Regions from separate parts of the Mus musculus genome. Here all the other regions are linked to region 3. A link is a contact called in public Hi-C and HiChIP or PLAC-seq data. All regions are on one chromosome and are shown on one strand. Each heading gives the region's core, a stretch centred on a gene start, on an enhancer-like site or on the middle of the called end of the contact. The rest is flanking DNA. Distances are from core to core; before and after follow the strand shown.

The links. A called contact is a pair of places that touch in the nucleus more often than the background predicts. HiChIP or PLAC-seq counts read pairs in DNA pulled down with a chosen protein or histone mark.
Region 1: a contact with region 3 is called in a FOXA1 HiChIP or PLAC-seq map of pancreatic cancer cells. The contact joins two enhancer-like sites. A contact is called at or near these places in 5 of 39 promoter capture datasets (the C10 cell line, cranial neural crest, frontonasal cranial neural crest and 2 more), 2 of 15 datasets of contacts at CTCF or cohesin (large pre-B cells and pro-B cells), 17 of 484 Hi-C or Micro-C datasets (CD4 T cells, the N1E-115 cell line, the STO cell line and 10 more) and 3 of 115 datasets of contacts at active chromatin or transcription factors (T-cell acute lymphoblastic leukemia, embryonic fibroblasts and pancreatic cancer cells).
Region 2: a contact with region 3 is called in a Hi-C map of the N1E-115 cell line, with 3 times the contacts expected there. The contact joins two enhancer-like sites. A contact is called at or near these places in 2 of 15 datasets of contacts at CTCF or cohesin (the NIH/3T3 cell line and large pre-B cells), 2 of 484 Hi-C or Micro-C datasets (the G1E-ER4 cell line and the N1E-115 cell line), 1 of 115 datasets of contacts at active chromatin or transcription factors (fibro-adipogenic progenitors) and 2 of 9 other capture datasets (adipose tissue and embryonic stem cells).
Region 4: a FOXA1 HiChIP or PLAC-seq map of pancreatic cancer cells shows a contact between it and region 3. The contact joins two enhancer-like sites. A contact is called at or near these places in 1 of 115 datasets of contacts at active chromatin or transcription factors (pancreatic cancer cells) and 1 of 9 other capture datasets (liver).

Annotation. Positions count from the first base shown.
Region 1 is chr6:145,381,802-145,384,501 of GRCm38.p6, reverse strand. No RefSeq gene overlaps it. Among named protein-coding and RNA genes, the nearest start is that of Gm38926, 35 kb to the right of the region's middle. Within about 2 kb of position 1,316, at least 11 of the 459 cell types and tissues checked have an H3K27ac peak or open chromatin away from gene starts, as enhancers often do. A contact at or near this core is called in pancreatic cancer cells, where this site is marked.
Region 2 is chr6:145,484,747-145,487,446 of GRCm38.p6, reverse strand. All of the region lies in intron 2 of Gm38475 (a long non-coding RNA gene), which reads left to right. Among named protein-coding and RNA genes, the nearest start is that of Gm15499, 43 kb to the right of the region's middle. Within about 2 kb of position 1,281, at least 18 of the 459 cell types and tissues checked have an H3K27ac peak or open chromatin away from gene starts, as enhancers often do. A contact at or near this core is called in the N1E-115 cell line, where this site is marked.
Region 3 is chr6:145,792,147-145,794,846 of GRCm38.p6, reverse strand. All of the region lies in intron 1 of Rassf8 (Ras association (RalGDS/AF-6) domain family (N-terminal) member 8), which reads right to left. Among named protein-coding and RNA genes, the nearest start is that of Gm15704, 45 kb to the right of the region's middle. Within about 2 kb of position 1,381, at least 58 of the 459 cell types and tissues checked have an H3K27ac peak or open chromatin away from gene starts, as enhancers often do. A contact at or near this core is called in the N1E-115 cell line and pancreatic cancer cells, where this site is marked.
Region 4 is chr6:146,119,134-146,121,833 of GRCm38.p6, reverse strand. The region is part of intron 55 of Itpr2 (inositol 1,4,5-triphosphate receptor 2); the gene reads left to right. Among named protein-coding and RNA genes, the nearest start is that of Gm35768, 24 kb to the left of the region's middle. Within about 2 kb of position 1,408, at least 59 of the 459 cell types and tissues checked have an H3K27ac peak or open chromatin away from gene starts, as enhancers often do. A contact at or near this core is called in pancreatic cancer cells, where this site is marked.

The DNA.
Region 1 (2,700 bases), core at 67-2,566, 410 kb after region 3:
GTGGAGCAGGGGGAGGAGGGAAGGGATAGGAGATTTTTTGGAGGGGAAACTAGGAAAGGGAATAACATTTGAAATGTAAATAAAGAAAATATCTAAGGAAGGAAGGAAGGAAGGAAAGAAAGAAAGAAAGAAAGAAAGAAAGAAAGAAAGAAAGAAAGAAAGAAAGAAAGAAAGAAAGAAAGAAAGAGAGAGAGACAAACCTCTGCTCATGTTGGATCCTCTTACCTGTTCTAGTTTTATTTCTGTTGGTGGGAAAGAAAAATCAAGGTAGGGAAAAGGGGGTTTACTTTTGTTTCTAATTCCAGGTTATAGCCCACTGTTGAGAGGAAACCATAGCAAAGGGATTAGTCACATCATATCCACAGTCTAGGCAGGGAGAAATGAACTCACAAATGCTGCTCGCTCCCTTGCACTCAACTTGATTTCTCCACTTTTACACAGGTCAGGACCCCTCATCTAGGGAATGTTGCTGCCCACAGTGGACTGGGTCTACCTATATCAGTTAAGCTAATCCCACACACACACCACAGGCTAACCGTATGTAGACAGGTCCTCACTGAGACTGCCCAAGTTATTTGGGTTGTGTATCGAAATGACAAAACTAATCACCAAATATAAAAATGTCTAACTCAGAAAATGCTAATAATTTTCCATTTTAAAAGTACTTATAAGAGGGGGCTGGAGACGTGTCTCTGGTTACAAGCATTTGCTCTTATAGAAGATCTGGGTTCAGTTCCCAACACCCACATTGCTGCTCACAAGCAGCTGTGACTCTAGTCCCAGGAGATCCAACATCCCCTGCTGGCATCTACAGGCACCAGGCATGCATTTGCTGCACATATACACATGAAGGCGTTTACACACACACACAGGAAAATAAATCTTCAAACTACCTAGAAGATGTTTGGTTTTTAAGTGAAAACTCCCATTCGGTAAAGTACAGATAGTTTCCAGATTGACGTTTCCCAATTTCAACTTCAATTCCCAATTTCTAATTTTCAGAAGACAGATCCAATATCCAAAAGTTGCTCTTAATCTTCCTCCCTTCTTCCCTCCTTCTCTCCTTCCTCCCTCCCTCCCTCCATTCCTTCCTCTCTGCCTCAGTTCTTCCCTTTTTCTTCCCCTCTCCCTGGTCCCACTTGTCTGGCCAGTTTGAGGTAAACTCTCTTTATGCCCTAACATTGTTCCTGCAAACAGACTGTGCCGTGAAGGTTGATTAGGGACTCAGGCTGTCCCTGTGGTCTGTAACTCATACTGAGCCCTTCAGACCAGGCATGTCAGGAAAGATATATTTTAACCAAGGTTTCAAATATCTAAAACTCTGACTCATAAGTTTTCCTGCCCCCTAACCCTATGTCACAGCCAATCAACTCTTCCTTCACGACATGCAGACGTTCCTGATGGCCATTTTCTTCTTTGTTGCTTTTCTTCCATTTGTAGTGTGGTATGTAATCCTTAAAGAAATGGTAATCAGACAGACATGGGAGACATAGAAGAAAGGGGCCAGAGTGAGACCGGTGATGGTCATTGTACAAGGACGCCATCCTTGCTTGGAATGCTGTAGTAGTGTTATGTTTGCCAAGGGAGGGAGGCGGCATCAGAAGGAGTCATGTGACTTACAATGCCACTGTCCTTGTAGTGGCACTATGCCAAGGGAGGCGTAGAGAACACGGGCCAAGTGTGCTGCTGTATCACTAAGCACCTGGGAACAGACTCAGAGCTCAGAATGCGGTTGACAAAGGATAATTAATTGTCAACAGCTGTTGCTGAATCTGTACCTCTAAATGAGGACAATGCAAACATGTTCGCCCAGCTCCACACCCGGGAGCAGAGACGCTCTGGGAACACTCTGGCCTGGAGATAAGGAGTTCTGAGAACATGGAAAATGTGATGACAACCATTTCTTGTTTCTTCACCGTAGGAAGAGTAGGAGGGAAGACTTGTTTCTGACCCTTTTGTTACAGAATCATTTGGTGGCCTCAGCAAAACATCTGCCATATGACCCATTCTGTCGAAGGAAAGAGAGGCAGCCCAAATCATTAGATACACAATGGGTCCACACAAGTATCAATGTTCTGGTGTGGTAGTGGAAAGAGAGGCAGCCCAAATCATTAGACACATAGTGGGTCCACACAAGTATCAGTGTTCTGGTGTGGTAGTGGAAAGAGAGGCAGCCCAAATCATTAGATACATAGTGGGTCCACACAAGCATCAGTATTCAGGTGGGATAGAACTGTGTTAACTCTTGTAATTAATTCTTATTCCCCCATCAGACTAAGCTGACAGCCTTAGAACTTTAAGAATAATTCTCAACAACTAATATAATTACTAGGAAATGTAAAAGACAGTGGAGCCAGTGTCTTGGGGATCAACCTGCAGCCCCCTTCTCGTCCCAGCATGCTCCGTTCTGTATATTCTAGTTGAACTCTGCCAGTTAGTCACTTTGGCTCACAGCAGCCAAGTGCACACATGGTGAAGATGGCGACTTAACAGCCTGAAACTCAAAGCAGAGGATGAGGGGTCTTTGTTGTCTCTATTTCATTCCCATTTTCCTTCTGCACTGCCTTCCAAACAGACTCACTATCAACAGCCAGCCATTGCCATCATCATGGGAAAAACACTTGTGAAACTTAACTTCAAAACAGTTACTGCTTCACTGAGCCTTGTGTGTGTGTAGGCCCCAGGGTAGAGGACCTTCCT
Region 2 (2,700 bases), core at 32-2,531, 310 kb after region 3:
ACCATGCACATGCCTGATGCCCACAGAGGCCAGAAGGGGCATCAGATTCCCTGGAGCTAGAGCTACTGATGGCTATGACCTGCCCTGTGGGTTCTAGGAACTGAACCCTGGTCCTCTGCAAGAGTAGCCAATGTTCTTAGCCACTGAGCCACCTCTCCAGCCCCATAAACAGTTTTCTTAAACAGCACGTAGTTTAAAGCATCCAGTTTGTACCCCACACCCAAACATTTGTGAAGGAAGAGATCGCACATACACTGCTTTGGGATATTTTGGGGTTCTAATGAATGCACTCTGACCACAGTTCTGATCATCTGAGTCACCCATCTCCATCCGGGCAGAACCTGATCACCCTTAATCTGATGTTCCCTTTGCCCAGCTGTAAACCGGCCTCAAGGCTGATTTCATCTTTTCTTAAGGGCATGTAGCCTGGACAAGCTTCTGTCTGTGCCTCACTGAGAAAATGCACCCCCTCAAAAGCCAGGTTCTGTGAGAAACCAAGCATCCAGGCAGATAATGGTGGACAACACCCACGGTCTGGGTCGGGGATCTCGCCCACTGGTTCTCATGCTGCTTAGTGATCATGGGTGCTAGGTGGTTTCTCGGACCCTTCTGAACATGTGGCCTGAATGGAGGCGGTAGCTCCTTGGAAGCACCTTGGGGGGGGCGTGTGTTGCCCTGGCCCTTCCTGTTTTCCCTCTCATTTCCTGCAAGCTGTGACATTTCCCCTGCCAAGTACTTCCACAATGGTTTGTGGTCTCACTGCTGGCCCAGAAACATGGAGCAAAGCAACCATGGACCAGAAGCCCTGACAGTGCAGCCAGGGTAGATCCTCCAAACGCTTCTTTCTAGTGTTTGCCACAGCAGCGCACAGCTGGCACAACCAACTAGGTATTTGAAAGAGTGATGCAGCCTTTTCTTTCATACAGAAAGTACAGATTTAAAAAGATAAAGAAGCCATTCTCCCTGTAGATTAATAAAAGCACTGGCTCTTCACCTAAGAAGTCAGGCTTGTTTCTGTTACTATGGCAACAGCTCCTGGGCCCCAACGCTGGGGTTTCTCTGTCCTGGCTGATCACCGAATGCAAGGAAACAGGATGTGCTGTTGCTGCCTGGGTTTAATTATTTTTTTTTCAGTTTATAATTTTAAGCTCTTGGGTAGATGCACATCTAGTTAGGGAATCTATGAAAGGGACTAAGTGTGCAACCTGTGACCCGCTGACCTCAGAGCATACGCTGGACCTGTATCTCTTCCCTTGGCTCCTTGCCCTCTATCTTCCATCTGTTTCCTGAAGTGGAAAACACTGGGCTGTTGATAACACGTGGGTGATACGCATTCAGCCGTCAACAAATGTTTACCATGTGCTTGTTGGACACTGAGCATCCGACATATACTCTCTCAGGCCCGTTGTGGACTGCGTTCCTACGGATGGTAAGCTAAAACAAAAACAAAACACAAACAAACAAAAAACCCCCAAACAAACAAAAGCCAAACTAACATGTGGTACTGGTGGTGATAGGTGCTATGCAAAGGGAAGCAGGGTGAGATAGTTACAGAGAATTCTGTGGAAAAATGAAAAATATTTAAAATTTAAAGCATTGAAGATGCTGTCTTTTCATTCATGTGAATTTTTGGCTTCTTTGTCAAAACTCAGGGACGTATATCTGGCTCTCAGTTTTACTCCACTGATCAGTGTACCTATTTTGATATCGATCCTCTGTTCTTTTATGCCGATGTTTCTGTTGTTTAACTTGAAATCTGGGATGGTGATGCATTCAGCAAGGCTCCTAGTCTTCAGGATTATTTTGGATATCCTAAGTCTTTTGTGTTTCCATATTGGATTTGGAGATTAGTTTTTCGATCTCTATGAAGAACACATCTGAGTTTTGATAGGGACTGCATCGACTCTGTAGATTGCTTTTGGTGTTCATCTTGCCAATCCATGAGCATGGTAGGTCTCTAACTTCTGTCTCCGGGTCCTAAAGGTTTCATTGTACGTGCCCTTTGCTTCGCCGTTCAGGTTGATTCCAAGATTTATTTCTGTGTCGGTTTGTCATTGGAATGTAGGGAGGCTGCTGACTTATGTGTGAGTTTTGTCTCCCGCTGCTCTGTCTGTCAGCCGTGGGGGTTGTCTGGAGTCTTGCAGGTTTTTAAGAGATGGAATCGTATCATCTGCAGACATGGATGCGGTTACTTCTTCCTGTCTACGTTCATCCTCTCTCTCCTCCCACCTTTTTGTTCAAGCCAAGACTGGAAGCACAATATTGAACAGGAGAGCAAAGAGTGGACATTGCTTTTGTCCTTGACATTAGTGGGAAATGCTTGGTGACATTAGTGGAAAATGCTCGGCACCTGGTCACACTTTACATGATGTTGACCATGGGTTTGTTGTATTGCCTTAACTATGTCGAAATAATGTTCCCCATGTCACCACGTTCCTCAGGACTTGTAACTAAGAGATGTTGTATTTCACCAAAGGGTTTTGTTTTTGTTTTTGTTTTGTTTTTAACATCTAATCAGATGATCAAATGATTTCTGTCCTTGAGTCTATTTTTATGGTAGACTGCATTTACCAATTTACATACATTGAACCATCCCTGTATCTCTGGGAAAAGCCAACTTGATTGTGTTGGGTGGGTGACATTTTGGATATATTCTTGAATTTCGTTTGCAAATACATTGAGAAATTTTGCATCTGTCTC
Region 3 (2,700 bases), core at 132-2,631:
ACAAAAGGGCACTGAAATACTGTATTTCTACAAAACACTATTAAAATACTGAAAACACACTTAGGAAGTTACTATGTCTTAGGTATCAGAGGAGTGGCTAATGGTCCAGTAACATAGTAAGTATGTCCTGGCATCTGGGATGACCACCTTTTTGTGGTATTATGGGTTGTATTTTATAATACACAGCTGATCCTGATAACCACCCATGCTTCATGAGGAGGAAATGCATTCTTGAGGTTTTGTTCCAGGCTCAACTCCAGAGCTACTTACCTACTGGAACTGAATTTTAGAGAAAATTCAAATTCAGAATCACCACTAGCTTTTAAAAGAAATATTTCTCACTCAAATGATGCTTTTCTATTGCAAGCAGCTACCATGGGAGTTTCTGTTTCTCAATGACAGCCTGGAATTTTGCGATGGGGTCAGTACTGTTCCATGAGAGTTGCAGTCTGCACAGACAATCTGTGTGTGAAAAACACCCAATGCTGTATCTTACCTAGACAGGTAAATTTTAAAAGCCAGTTCCTGAACCCTGCTAGAGCTTTCTTAAAACAGAAATAAAGTGTAAGCATGTGGGCCCTGAGTCCCCCTCTAGGACTGTGAAATGGAAACAATGTGGATATATATTTCCACAGAAATGTCTTAGACCCCATGGCTTTTAATCAAAGATGTTTTTCTCATCTTTTGAATAAGACAATCTTTTAATCACAGGGAAAAACTAAGAATGATTTTAACATTAAGTATAAACCACCCATACCACTGACCTTCATTCTCACAAAAGGATGAGCCATTCACACATTCTATAGGATAATCTGTAACCCACAGGCAATGCTGCCCTTTACTTTGTTGCTACTTGAATTTATTTTCATCTCTGTTTTCAGCAGTCTGGGCCTCCTTGTAAGTTACTAACACCGCTCATTTAAAAAGTGAGCCACAAGAAATTAGACATTGAAAGACTGATGTGAGCCCACAACTGCCAGACAACCAGGCTGCATTAATGGCACACCAACCAAGCTGAGGATGCCGCCCGGTACCTGCCAGACAGCTGGGGCAGACAGGCTGCAGCTAGAGTATGAATCAGACAGTGTAGCTCTCTAGTCAACAGGTAAAACAAACAAACCAACAAACATGTTAAGTTATTGAGGTTTAAGGATTTATCACTAAACAGGAGTGCCAGCTGAATACTACCTGGGGTCTGGAGTTAAGGCTGACTATGCATGCAGGGCATGTGTGGTAGTAACAAGAGATACAGCCGGTAAACATGTAGCCAGAGACATTCACGGATGTGGAATGTGTGCCTGACACAGTCTGAAGTGAGGGGACATTAAGCAGAGGTGACCTGAGCTTTTTTGTTACTTTGGGGCTTATGGTTTTAGCCACCAGAGGTCACTCTTCCCTATTAGAAAGATGCAAGACAACACTGGCAAGGCTCTCCCAGCCGCTGGTTAGAGGAATGAAAGATGTGAGGGTAGATCTCCCCACCCCTTACCGCAGGCAGCAGAGAGCAGAAGACAGGAACCAGCACCAGAGACTAACAGACTTAAGTCCATCACTGAGGGCAGAGGAGAGGCTGTGGAATACTTTCCTGGCAATAGAGATCTGTGGAATAGCTGCCAAGCTAGTAAGATGTAAGGCAGAGTTGGAAGGGCTATCCAGAGTTCTTACTGTATAAATATGGCCACTCCCAGGCATTCCTCAGCTAAAGACTGCAGTGATGTTTAATATTGCTTCATAGAAGTGTAAAGTAGCCAGGGCTGCTTCAGGGCTCCACATATATGAAACCAAATAGAAGGAAGAGCCTGCACTGGTGGGCACTGGTGGGCACTGGTGGGCACTGGTGGGCACTGGTGGTGTGATTCAGAGCACAGGAGTGTGGGATGTAAGCTGAGACAATTCACATTTCTGAAAGCAGCCTGAGTTGAATAGCTAAACCCCATCTCAAAACCAAACCAAAGCAAAACAAAAGCCAGCTTAGTCTATCACTGCGCCTTCAGCCAAATATCCCACCCATCTTACGAAGGGTGAGACAAGTCTACTGCACTGTTTCAGGGGAGGCCTAGATCTGGCTGCAAGCAGGAAGCTCAAGGACGATCTACAGTGCTTCTCGATGACAAGGAACAATTCAGGAAAGACGCCTTGGTTAGCAAGGGGTTTAACCCTGACAACAGTTCCTTGTTTCACCACAAAAACATAAAGAAGGAGTGTGATAGAGAGCGAGCCGTTTCTTCATGAAGCCCTGTTTGGAGTATTGTATCCGGGACATTGACAAGGGTATTGCACATCAGTGTAACCTTGGATTCCTAAAACAACTTCCTCTACTGCAAAAGTAAAGTATGTTCACTGAAAACATCCAGAAAGTAGGAGAGGCTTTGAGGAAATAAAATCATTGCTGACTTGGGGAATGGAGCAGAGTGCAGCACGAACACTTTAAACACACAATTCCCATTGACAGTTCTGCCTCATAATTTATCTCCATCTCTCCTCAGATAACACAGCTGACAGTGTCACCAAGAACTGTGTGCTGCAGGCTGTGCCTCCTGTGTGCCCTTCCCTCACGTTTCCTGAAGTATCTTCCTCTTGGGATGACCCCACAGCATCAATGTTCTGGCCTCTCCTCTGTGCTCTCCTGTCCTGACTGCTCATCCCTCCTCCTATGCCTTCTCCCATCTGTCTGGTCCTCCCCAGCCTCCACTTGAGGAT
Region 4 (2,700 bases), core at 159-2,658, 330 kb before region 3:
GACAGGACATGTGCTTCTGATCTTCAGTAAACGAACCTTTAGCATACCCTGCAAAAGTAACCCGAGGGATTCCAGTTGCAATCATCCCTGTATTGTTTGATTTTCCCACTGAGTTTAGAAGCTGGGCTTTCTGGAGCGGAGGCCTGAAGCACCCAGAAGCTGAGCCACCTCTAGCCACCTTCTGTTTCTGTTTAGTCTCACCAAGTTTCTGGGCTGAGCTCACTCTGTAGCTGGGCCAGGCCTTGAACCTGCAATCCTTGTACCTCAGCTTCTGTAGCAGCCAAGTGCCAGTGTCTCCGTCAGACATGGAGAGCAGTTCAGGAAAGGCAGAGGGACTCCAAAGAACCAAAGCCTGACTCAGCCACTCACCGTTCTGTGGCCTTGGGCAAGTAAGTAAACTTGCTTCATGTTGTAGGCCATGGAGTAAGATCATAGCAACCCTTGTTCTGTGGAATTGTGGGTATCGGCCACAACAGGACCAAATGCCAGGCACTCGGAAGGCAAGGCGGGATCTGTTGCCGTGTTACAGAAGGTCAGAATTTCATTTCCCTCCAGCTTACATATATACAGGTGATTTTCATAAATGCTAATACCTTTTTAAAAAGACAAATCCTCAATGTTTGGTTGGACCAAACCAGTCTTATTACTTCTTAATCTCATTCTGACATAGCAAAAACTTACTCACACACATGCTAGCTTGGGCTCTGTGACTCAGGGCTGCTTCCAGCCTTAACTCTGTGTGTTTAAACTTTGATAGGCTCAAGTCTATTTGCAGCAACTTGAATTTTAAAGCTTTACCTTGCATTCACAGCTCACGAAGCACAGGGCAGGAAAAGGTATGGACACACCTAGAGGGGCATTCTTGTTTCACCGAGAAGCAAACTGAGCCTTAGACAGTGGGACACCCATCCGCCCCATACAGGAAATGCTTTCAGTTATGACGAAGTCAAAGCCCAGGTTGTTCTATCTCCCCAATTGGTGCCCTTCCATTGCACAGTACTATCTCTGCTCCAGGAATGAAGTATCACTTGAAAACACTAAATGTGAACACCACACAGGGTCTCTAAGTGACAGACTCTGACTGAACAGCTGTAGACATCAATGGGTCACGCTGACCTACTATTAAAAGGACTCTGAAAGATTCTTGTGACTTCTGTCCATTGCTCTGGCAGTCTCCTAGACAAGCACACTATTATACAAAATTATCCCCAGGAAGAGGATTATGGGTCCTAAGTGAACGTGTCAGGAACGACAAATTCATCTAAGAGTCTTGCATTTTAGAAGCCTCTAGAAGACCTGCACTTCACTGAGTTATTAGGAAGGATCAACCCTGCAGCCTAGAAGTCTGGCAGCTAATCTTCTTCCCTGGCTTGAGGCTACCCTGTGGTCACATGTATTCAGTTCTGGTGAAATGAGGAAATGATATCATATTGACTAACCAGCACCGGCCTGGGAATCCGATAACCATGTGCATGACCACAAGATATGCCACGTAAAGTGAAATCAGACCACTGTGTTAACCAGGAGCAAAGCACAGGCCAGCGGCGTGAGGAAGCTGTGCAGGGGAACCCTGCTGGACGCATCAGGCCTGCACTTCTGTCTTAGGGTAAGGTAGCCACTTCACCTTCCCCTCCCTCAAAGGAAAGGACACTCCCTTACTGAAAAATGCACACACACTGTTTTGTCACAGACTGCTTTCAACAGAAAATGGAACACAAGAACCTAAAAGCATATACAATACTTATGTTTAAGGTTGTTTCTGTGAAAAGAAAACTTTTCTGTACTGATTTTTAAACGCCTTTTTAAATTTTATTTTTCTCTTAAAAATTTATTGGTTCTTTGCAAATTTTTATGGATATCCCAATATATGGAGTCCTTTGCCCAAGACCAGTATATGTGGAGCATATGATAGGTCTATTATCAGCCTTTTGAGGAACCTCTACACATATTTTCTTAGTGGCTGTACCAGTTCACCCCCCTCCAGTTCACACACCTCCAGCAAAGAATGAGTGTCCCCAGACCCAGTGTCCATGCTGCCATTTGTCACCATTTGTTTCTTGACCGTAACCATTCTGACTGGGCTTAGATGAAACCTCTGAGCAGTTTTAATTTGCATTTCCTTGATGGCTATGTATGTTGAACATATATTTTCCCCCCTGGACTCTGTTTAGTTTTGTCCCGTTTAGGTTTTCTTGAATGTTTAATTTTGAGCTACTTATATATTCTAGATAGTACCACTCCTTCAAAGATATAACTCATGAATAAAAAATGTCCAGTCTGCTTACTGCCTCTTCAGTTGAGCGATAGTACCCTTTGCTGTTCAGAAACTTTTGGTTTTTGAGGTCCCATTTATTAATTATTGGTATTAAATAAAGCCTTTTTCTATCAAGATGCTACTCAAAACGTCTGTTCTTATATCAGTGAGTCAAGCCTAGGTCCCCTTGCTCCTGTCAGAGTTAGAGTATCTGGTCTTGTATTAACATCCTTCATGGATTTGGAGTAGAGTTTTATACAAGATGAAAGACACAGTTCAGATTTGATCCCTCCTCTGTGGTCATCCAGTTTGACAAGCAACACTTGTTCAAGATGCTGTCTTCTCTCCAACAGGTATTTGTTGACTTCTTTGTCAAAAGTTGAGTGGATGTAGGATGTAGGAGTGTGGGTTTATATGTGAGTCCTCAGTTTTGTTCCTTTGACTGA